2 separate regions of the Triticum aestivum genome follow, and region 2 is linked to region 1. Evidence: chromatin contacts called from public Hi-C data. All regions are on one chromosome and are shown on one strand. Each heading gives the region's core, a stretch centred on a gene start, on an enhancer-like site or on the middle of the called end of the contact. The rest is flanking DNA. Distances are from core to core; before and after follow the strand shown. Region 1 holds the start of LOC123138292 (endoglucanase 7). Region 2 holds the start of LOC123134553 (U-box domain-containing protein 21).

Region 1 (4,536 bases), core at 810-3,309:
CCAGACAGCCCCTACGAAACGAGCCGAGCCGACAGAAGAGAAAAATCTCCATTTTCCCGCCCGATCGATCGACGTCGATGGCGTCGAGCTGTTGGCAACTTGGCATGTGCGGCACAGGGCACAAGAAAAGAACACACCTCACACCACCCATGAAAAGACCGGCGCCCCTTGACCAACGCCACCAACACTCGTACGCTATGTTCCAAAATCCGGTACGCAGACAGACTGGTACTACGCTGTGCTCCAAACTTGCACCGATATTTTTCTTGCATTTTTCCACGCCAGACCTCGCATGCACTACGTCAACGTGTACGCTGTCTGTATCTAGAGTGTGTACCTGCTGGGCGTGGTGCAGGAGGAGGTGGGCGTAGTGCGGGTTCGACTTGCGGAAGACCATGGAGGCGGCGGCCATGGCGGCCGCCGTCTCGCCGGCGACGTCGGAGCCGGGGTGGTCGCGGTCGACCTTGTACGCCTGCCGCGACGTCGTCATGTCCTCCGGCCGCTGCCAGCAGTAGTGGTCCGTGTCGCCGTCTCCCACCTGTTCAAGAAAAAGCTAGGAGATTAATCCGACGGCTCTGGTGCATCATGGACGACGACCGACGAAGCTTTGAAACATATGCACGCCATGTGTGGATGGAAGAAAATAGTTTAGTGCTGCCGTTCGTTGGTACGTACGTTCATCAAATCAAACTGGCCGCCTACCTAACACGCTTGTTGTTATTCACCAGAAAGAACCTTTTTCTTTTCTCCCCTAACCAGAAAATACCACATATAATCGATATTTCTAAAGAAAAGATGTACGTATAATTGATCAAAGTGCAACAAGGTAGCTAGGTGTGCATAATTGAATTGAATTGGTCTCTCTCTTTCTTTCTTGGAACGATCACTGGCTTGCTTGCGCAACAGCTAGCTTGGAGCCGGTCGGTCTCATCTCATGCATGTCATGATCGATCGTATCTGAACACAGCTACTCCCTCCGTCCGAAAATACTTGTCATCAAAATGAACACAAAAGGATGTATCTAGAACTAGGATGTATCTAGAACTATAGTTCTAGATACATCCTTTTGTGTCCATTTTGATGACAAGTATTTTCGGACGGAGGGAGTATGAGCTAGCTATAGCTAGGGGATGGATGGAGGTGACGCATGATCGCCGTCGTCGGTCGGCTCGTGGAGTGCTACGTACCTCGGCCCATAGCTCGTCGGGCTGTGTGTGCGCCTTGATGAAGTAGTCGGTGCCCCACTTGATGGCCTCGAGCGCGTGCGCGAGCTCGCCGGCCGCCGCGACGTCGTCGCCGTACTCGATCATGCTCCATGACAGCATGGTGACGGTGAAGGCCATGGGCAGGCCGAACTTGACGTGGTCGCCGGCGTCGTAGTAGCCGCCCACCAGGTCCACCCCCTGCTCCAGGCCGTCGGTGAGGCCCGAGTGGTCGCGCCACGGTACCCGCTGCCCGTGCGGCAGCCGCCCCGACCGCTGCGCCTCGAAGTAGAGCAGGCTCTTCCGCAGCGCCTCCTCGTAGTTGTGCGCCTTGCCGTCGCCGCTCCCGCTCTTGCTCCCCTCCGCCGCCGCCGCGATCAGAAGCAGCACCAGCAGCGACACGGCCCCGAGACGGCGAGACAAGATTACGGCGGTGGCGCCCCCTGATCTCATTGCGCAAGAAGGTGCTCCTCGGATTGTTGGTGTGCCTTCCTCGCTTGTGCGTGCCCCGGGCGCGCCCTGTGATCACCGCTGCGCCGCCCTCTGCCGGCTCTGCTAGCTTTGCCTGTGTGCGAGCGTAGGTGTTTGTGTTATCTCTCTCCCGCCGTTGTGCGTTGTGTGCTGTGTGGCGAGCAGGGCGGGGCAGTGTCCTCCGACCTGAGGCCGTGGCCTGGCGCGCTTATATTCGCGGCCGGCGTCCGGGTCCAGCACACGCACGCGCACCGCGTTGAACCGGTTCGGCGGCCGGGCCGCGCCGGGGGAATATAAAACTCTAGAGATAGGAGTAGATAGCAGGAGAGGAGCAGGCAGGCAGGAAAGAAACGATGCAAATATGAGGGAGCGAAGCTGCGTTTTGGAGTTGGAGGGGGTGGACTCGTTCGGGTTTTGTATCGTTTGTTTGGTGAGGCAGGGGAGATTGAAACAGATGGTTGGGTTGGGTTTTGGGTTAGCGACGACGCACGCAAGCGGAGCAGATTTTGACCGGGACGCGCGTATACGTGTAGCGCGGCCGGGGCTTTTCAGAGCGCGCGTACACGTGAGTCGGTTGGGGCCAGCCGGGCACGTACCGCCAGGTACCAACACATGGCCGAAACACGCGTGCGACCGGCGTAGTTCCTTCGGGCCAAGTCGCCGGTCGATCGACTGGCCGGCCGGTGGCCTGTAACAGGCTTTCATTTCGCCGTGAAATCTTAGCAGGCAAGCTATCTAGGTCAGGCGGCCGGTCTGGTAAGAGCAAGTACAATAGAGCCGAGTCGGCGGGCTATAAAAAATAAACTAGTATATTTCTGCTTAGTTGGAGGAAAGAGAAGGTAAGCGGGCTCTTCGTGAAGAGTCAGCTCTAGCACGTGCTCTTAGGCACTTTGTGAGAATGAAAGATGGGTCACATAATAAAAAAATAGTACAATCTTTTAATCTATTATTGTACATGTTGGCTATAAGATAAGCTGTATATGACATGACACTGGCTTATAGCCAGCAGCTGGCTATACTATTAACCATGCTCTAAAAAGACTCGTATTTTTCTCTCTCTCTCTCGCTACCTCCCGTGGAAAAACATACTCGGTAGTTATAAGTGGTTGGCTGAAGTACGTTTAACTATAGGCAAATTATAAGCTTTGTGTGTGCCGTGAGATTATTGTTCCGGCCGGGCGCCGGGGCAGGGCATGTTTTGTCGGGGGCGAGCATGTTTCTCCACGATCGGTTGGTCAATCGTGTAGTCAGCTGACGGTTGCACCATGTTTCGCGATGATAATACAGCACTACATGCATCCACCACTAGATCGATTGCTAATTCTAGCAAGATGATTATTAGGTTGGGCTAGCCAGGTACTACTATCAATGATCAACAAACTGTATAGTACGAGCTGATTAAGCTGCACCATATATTCTGCAAAACGAATATATGTACATGCAAGTATACAGGGCTAGCTTCTTCTACAGGCATACGTCCTTTCCCCATCTGCTCTCGTGCGTGTACGTGAAAGCGAAAGGTGACCCCCTTTTCCCCGTGGTGAAAGTGAAAATAGCGATTCGTTTCCCCGTGGCCGGACAGGGACTCCCCGGCGGCAACGATTTGATGCCTCCCTTTTCTTCCACCGGCTGCGCAATCCTATTGCCAGCCTAGACCCTAGATACATGCATGGGTACATCTATCTGGTACTGGTAGGCAGGTTCATGGATAGATGCACGGTTTATACAACGATATGTGCTTTGCCAAACCGTAAACTACTGCTAGACTAGTACCCGATCCCTTGGAAACTTCTCCGGTAGCTCTCTCCGTCTCTCCCATGTGGCGTAGTCAACCATTGTTCCTCGGAGAGGGCCAACTGAACCACCGCATTTTGACCGTGCTCTGGCACCGCACGCACTCGTCTAATAAGTCTTCGTCGTTTTCTATTGCTCGTCGAAGAAAATTAAAGATCTAGACGTATGTATCGATTACGATGTGCTTAATGTATGTGTGTGTGAGATGCTATGGTCACTAGTTTCCTCTCTACTAGCTAGCTCAACCGGTTCCGTTTTCTAGGTGCTTCTTCTTCTCCTCGTAGCTCAACCAGACGTCTGGTTTGTCCAATTTTCTCGTGCGGTTGGGAAGTCCTACTCCCTCCGTAAACTGTTCTGTCAAGCAAAGGCGGGAAAATTGAAGGAGGCTACTAAGCTAACACCACCTCATCGCCCTCCTTTTGTACGTGGTTAGATCACTAATTAATGGCTGCCTTTTGGTGGCCGATGATGACGTTGATATGTATTTGTGCCACGGATTTTTCGTGCCCTTGAGATTACTTTTTTTCAATTTGCTAGCTAGTAGTAGTTCTCATATATTTTTCTTTCTAGACTAAGATCCAGTGACGGAGGTTGATTGAACCAATGACCTACCTCTTGTTGGGGTGATAAAGACTTTCTTGCTTCCGAAATCCTTTTTGAGAGGGTACCCTTTTTCCTTCGTCGTTTTCAAATTCCAGTGCGATGCCACTAGCCAGGTGTACGCAACTACACAAGCAAGGTCCACCTCACGTATGCAAGGGCAGTATAGTTTCTTTCATGGTTTATGATTTATATATGTTTTCTTTGAAATCATGAACACACACATATAAAGGTATGATGACGTTGATGGGAAATTTAGTCGCACCGCTTCACCAGACCATAGTTTGCCTATCTTAATCGTAACCAGGTTTATTTATTTATGTATTTCTTTTTGTGACAATATTTATTTATATATTTCAACGATTTGTTGGACAAGTACTTGCATAATTACATATCAGAAACCTGTTGGTTAGGTCCTCCTCAGGTATGCAGGGACACTATAGTTTCTTTCATGGTTTGTGATTAATGT
Region 2 (4,536 bases), core at 810-3,309, 620 kb after region 1:
TCCGATGATCTCCATGGACTCGATGGCGCGGAGTGAAGATCGACCAAGATGATGTCGGACATGGTCGTCGCTTTTGCAAGTCCTTTTGCATTTGTCGTATCAAAACTATGCTTTTATTTGCGCGCAAACTATGTTTTAGCATTTCAATTTGAACTCATTTGTCGGAATCACTGTCAAATTCGCTTATTGGGGTTTTCGGTTTGCGAGTCGACGCGGCGCTGCCCGAGCAGACCCTGCATAGCCGCCCCGTAAAAAAACATATTCACTGAATATGCTTATTTACGGGTCCGTTTTGCGGGGTCTGAGTCTGACCTCGACCGCGCCGGCCTGCATACACACTTTTCCGCGAACTGCAAAACACTTGTGTGGGTTCGGATTTTGTGGGGTGTGCTAGAGATGCTCTAAGGGGTGGCAGGATTCCCTCTAACCGAAGAGTTTCGCCCGTTGAAGAAATCACAATAACTTTTGTTCAAAGCTTGGCTATATTTTGCCCATTCACAATATTTTTTTACATCTTTAGTTGTTCATCGCCATGGGCTTTTAGCTCGTGCTGGTTGAGGGAATCCTGGACTATGGGTTCCTCAGGAAGCCGGCTTATGTGACATTGGCCGGACTGATGGGCCGTGAAGATACGAGATAGAAGGATCTCCCCCGTGTCCGGATGGGACTCTCGTTTGCGTGGATGGCAAGCTTGGCGTTCGGATCATGTACTTTCCTTTCTTTATAACCGACTCTGTACAACCCTAGATCCCACCGGTATCTATATAAACTAGAGGCTTTAATCGATAGGGGAGATCACAATCATACATGCTAGACATCTAGGATTTAGCCATTACGATCTTGAGGTATATCAACTCTTGTAACCCCTATACTCATCAAAGTCAATCAAGCAGGAAGTAGGGTATTACCTCCATTAAGAGGGCTCGAACCTGGGTAAACATCGTTCCCCTGCCTCCTTGTTATCTTCGATCCTTAGACGCATAGTTTGGGAACCCCTACCCGAGATCTGCCGGTTTTGACACCGACACTGGTATCCTCGCTTTTCCGTTTTTTGTTTCTTATTTCATGTTCCTTAACAATGGTCCTTTAGGTAGTTGAGTGGTTTACCAAGTTTAAAACTGAGTCAATTTTGAGACTTCCATCTAAAAAGTTAGGCATGCATTCCACGTAAACTTGACAAGGCCAACTATTCATTCTAGGCTACACCTGGGCGAGGGCAACCTGACTCGATGGGCTGCTAAAACCTTGACAATTGGGCTATGATTTGGTTGCATTTTTTCATGGTAGCCCTATTGCAAAAGCTTGATACACCTATTATTATTATTGTATATTTACTTCAAACAAATAAAATACTTTATTTATTCCAAATAAAATAAATATTATTAATACAAAAATATAATACTTATTTGGCCTCAGCTTGGCATTACCATGTCAGGTTCGCAAAATCTGCCCAAAGAACCATGTTTATGGCGAGGAAATATTTAAGTGTTTACATCCCGCCATTTTTAAATAATTTACATTCCGCCATTTTAAAATAAAATTCCACGACCCGTCGAAACACTAAAGTTAGAGTCGGGAACTTAAATTAAAATTTCTTTAAATCACTAAAAACATCTAATTCAGATAATTTGCTCACCATCTAGTTTTCTCAATCCAAGCCATGGTTTTAAAAAACCGAGCACTAAGCCGCCAAGATGCCGATTCGCCGGTTCAATTTGCATGTGGAGGATGAAACATTTCAAATGCCGCCTCCAAACAAAAACTAGAACACAAACGAGGCTAGCTGCACTGCACTGCACGGAGCCAAATACCATTCTCCATCTCTTCTCAAAACAAAAGCAAGTGTACAATTCAAACGTTCAACGGTCAACATTCAAACCCCAATCCCAAGGAACAAACGCTCCCTTCCCCAGTCAGTCTCCGCCCCGCCCCCGCCCGTCCTTTCTTTTTCCCTCCCTCGCTCTCGCCGTTCAAACAAACGCACGCACACGTTCAACATTGCCGTCCACAACCTATATATCACGCCATTTTCACCTCACCCCATCCAAAAGGCAATCATCGTCAGCCGCCATTCTCGTCGTCGGCTCCGGCGCACCGCCTGATATCACGCCAGCTCGATCGCCGCTTTCTTCTACGTGCCGCGACCGTCTATGGTCACGCCGCTGCCCCGCTTCCGCGCCCGCGCGTTCCGCGGCGCGGCGCGTGGCGCTCCGGCCGAGATACCGCTCGCTATCAGGCGGACGTGGCAGCAGCCGATGTTGGTCGCCGCCGCCGAGTCGGAGCCTGCCGTACCGACCCACTTCCTGTGCCCGATATCGCTCGACATGATGCGGGACCCCGTGACGGCGCCGACGGGGATCACCTACGACCGGGAGAGCGTGGAGGGGTGGCTGGAGCGCGGCCACGCCACGTGCCCCGTGACCGGCCGGCCGCTGCGGCTGGAGGAGCTCGTACCTAACCATGCCACGAGGAGGGTGATCCAGGAGTGGTGCGTCGCCAACCGGGGACTCGGGGTAGAGCGCGTGCCCACGCCCCGTGTCCCGATCTCTGCCTTCGACGCGTCCGAGCTCCTTGCGGCCGTGTCCGCTGCCGCGAGGCGCGGCGATGGGCCGAGGTGCCGGGAGCTGGTGGCGAGGGCCAGGGCGCTCGGGAAGGAGAGCGAGCGCAACCGCCGGTGCTTCGTGTCCGCCAGCGCCGCCCGCGCGCTCTCCTCAACGTACTGCCATCTTGCCGGCCAGCGGGTGGTGCCATCGACGGCCCTAGAGGAGATCCTGGCGGCGATGGTCGTGTTCTTGCCTCTTGACGTGGAGTCCAGGGGCCACATTGCCTCCCCAACGTCGCTGGAATCCGTCGTGTCTATCCTCTCCCACAGCGAGCCCCTAGCGCGGGTCAGCGCCGTCGTCGTTCTCCGCGAGATCGCCTCCTCATCCGACAGGCAGTGCCTCGAGGCGATGTCAAAGACCACCGGCATATACGCGGCGCTCGTCAAGCTCCTGGAGAAACCCGTCTCGCCCCAGGCCACCAAGGCGGCGCTGGTAACCGCGTACTACCTCGCCATGCACGCCGAGCTCGCCGCGTCCCGACTCGTCGACCTCGGCGCGGTGCGGCTCCTCCTCGAACTGCTGGTGGACGCCGACAAGGGCACGACGGAGAAGGCGCTGGCCCTGCTGGACAGTCTGCTCCTCACATGCAAGGGCCGCGACGAGGCGTACGCGCAGGCGCTGGCCGTGCCGGTGATCGTGAAGAAGATGCAGCACGTGTCCGACATGGCGACGGAGTTCGCCGTGTCGGCGCTGTGGCGGCTGTGCAAGAACTTCGCGGCGGATAGCGGCGGGTGCAAGGCCGAGGCGCTGCAGGTCGGCGCGTTCCAGAAGCTGCTCCTGCTGCTGCAGGTGGGCTGCGAGGGCGCCACCAAGGAGCGGGCGAGCGAACTGCTCAGGCTTCTCAATGGATCCAGGGACGGCGCCGAGTGCATCGACACGCTGGATTTCAAGGCGCTCAAGAGACCCTTCTGAGTGTGCATATTGGAACTTGGTTACGATCGATGTGGATAGAACCATGCAGACACAATTAGGTTTAGATTCTCTCTCTCTCTCTTTGGAAGAACTACCGTGCTCAAGGGGGAGTATTTTTGGAACCTGGGAATATACGGTTCCACTCAAAATTAGGCAAAAAAGGACATCTACAAGTTGTGAAAAATATATGAAAAGAATCATCCATGCAACAGGTAGAAACTTGAGATTGATCCCCGGAACAAAAAACTTGAACTTGGTGAATGTTGGCAAAAAAAAATGAAAATTAGCAAACTGAGCAATAAATAAAACACAAAAGTGCAAAATCCGCCGTGCACACTACATAATTTATTTACTGCAAATGTATCATAAAATATTTTTGCGTACTTAAAAAAATGGTCATATTTCTAGCAATTTTTGCAAGGACATGTTTCAGTTTATTTGTGTGTTTATGATCTTTTGAAACTTCAGACATGCAATTTTTCTAGTTTATGAAACAAGACCATATATATAATTGATGATACCATGATTTTTTTTAATTTTGTACTACTTAAAATAGAACCTCCTTGCATATTAGATCATGGATGTAATGGGGTAAAAATTTAGACTCACTACTAATCATACGCTTGAGAAGTATTTTGAGTGCCAACAAATTTCTCGTACCCGTTCTCTTCTTTTAGATACTAGCCTAACGGGTTAGGGTTTTTGGAACAGGTGATGGTCAAAAGATTCATGACAACTACTCCCTCTGTTCCAAAATAATTGTCTTTCTAGCCATCTCAAATGGACTACAACATACGAATGTATGTAGACATGTTTTAGAGTGTAGATTCACTCATTTTGCTCCGTATGTAGTCACTTATTGAAATCTCTAGAAAGACAATTATTTTGAAACGGAGGGAGTAGATGAGAAAGGTGGGTGGCGGCTTGTTGTTGAGCGATGGATGGACGAGTTGAGTGACGGTGACGGTGACGAAGGTGTCGGGTTCGGTGTTTGGAGCAATGGATGTAAATCTCACGGCGG

Evidence for each region. Hi-C and Micro-C count contacts between places; a contact is called where the count stands out from the background.
Region 2: a Hi-C map of leaf shows a contact between it and region 1, with 3 times the contacts expected there. The contact joins the promoter of LOC123134553 here to the promoter of LOC123138292 in region 1. A contact is called at or near these places in 2 of 5 Hi-C or Micro-C datasets (both in leaf).

The regions. Positions count from the first base shown.
Region 1 is chr6B:611,556,309-611,560,844 of IWGSC CS RefSeq v2.1, forward strand. It overlaps LOC123138292 (endoglucanase 7), which reads right to left and starts at 2,060. Exons shown (of 4, transcript XM_044558241.1): 1 at 1,188-2,060; 2 at 338-538. The coding sequence starts at 1,655.
Region 2 is chr6B:612,176,241-612,180,776 of IWGSC CS RefSeq v2.1, forward strand. LOC123134553 (U-box domain-containing protein 21) reads left to right here and starts at 2,060. Exons shown (of 1, transcript XM_044553784.1): 1 at 2,060-3,745. The coding sequence starts at 2,151. The coding sequence ends at 3,515.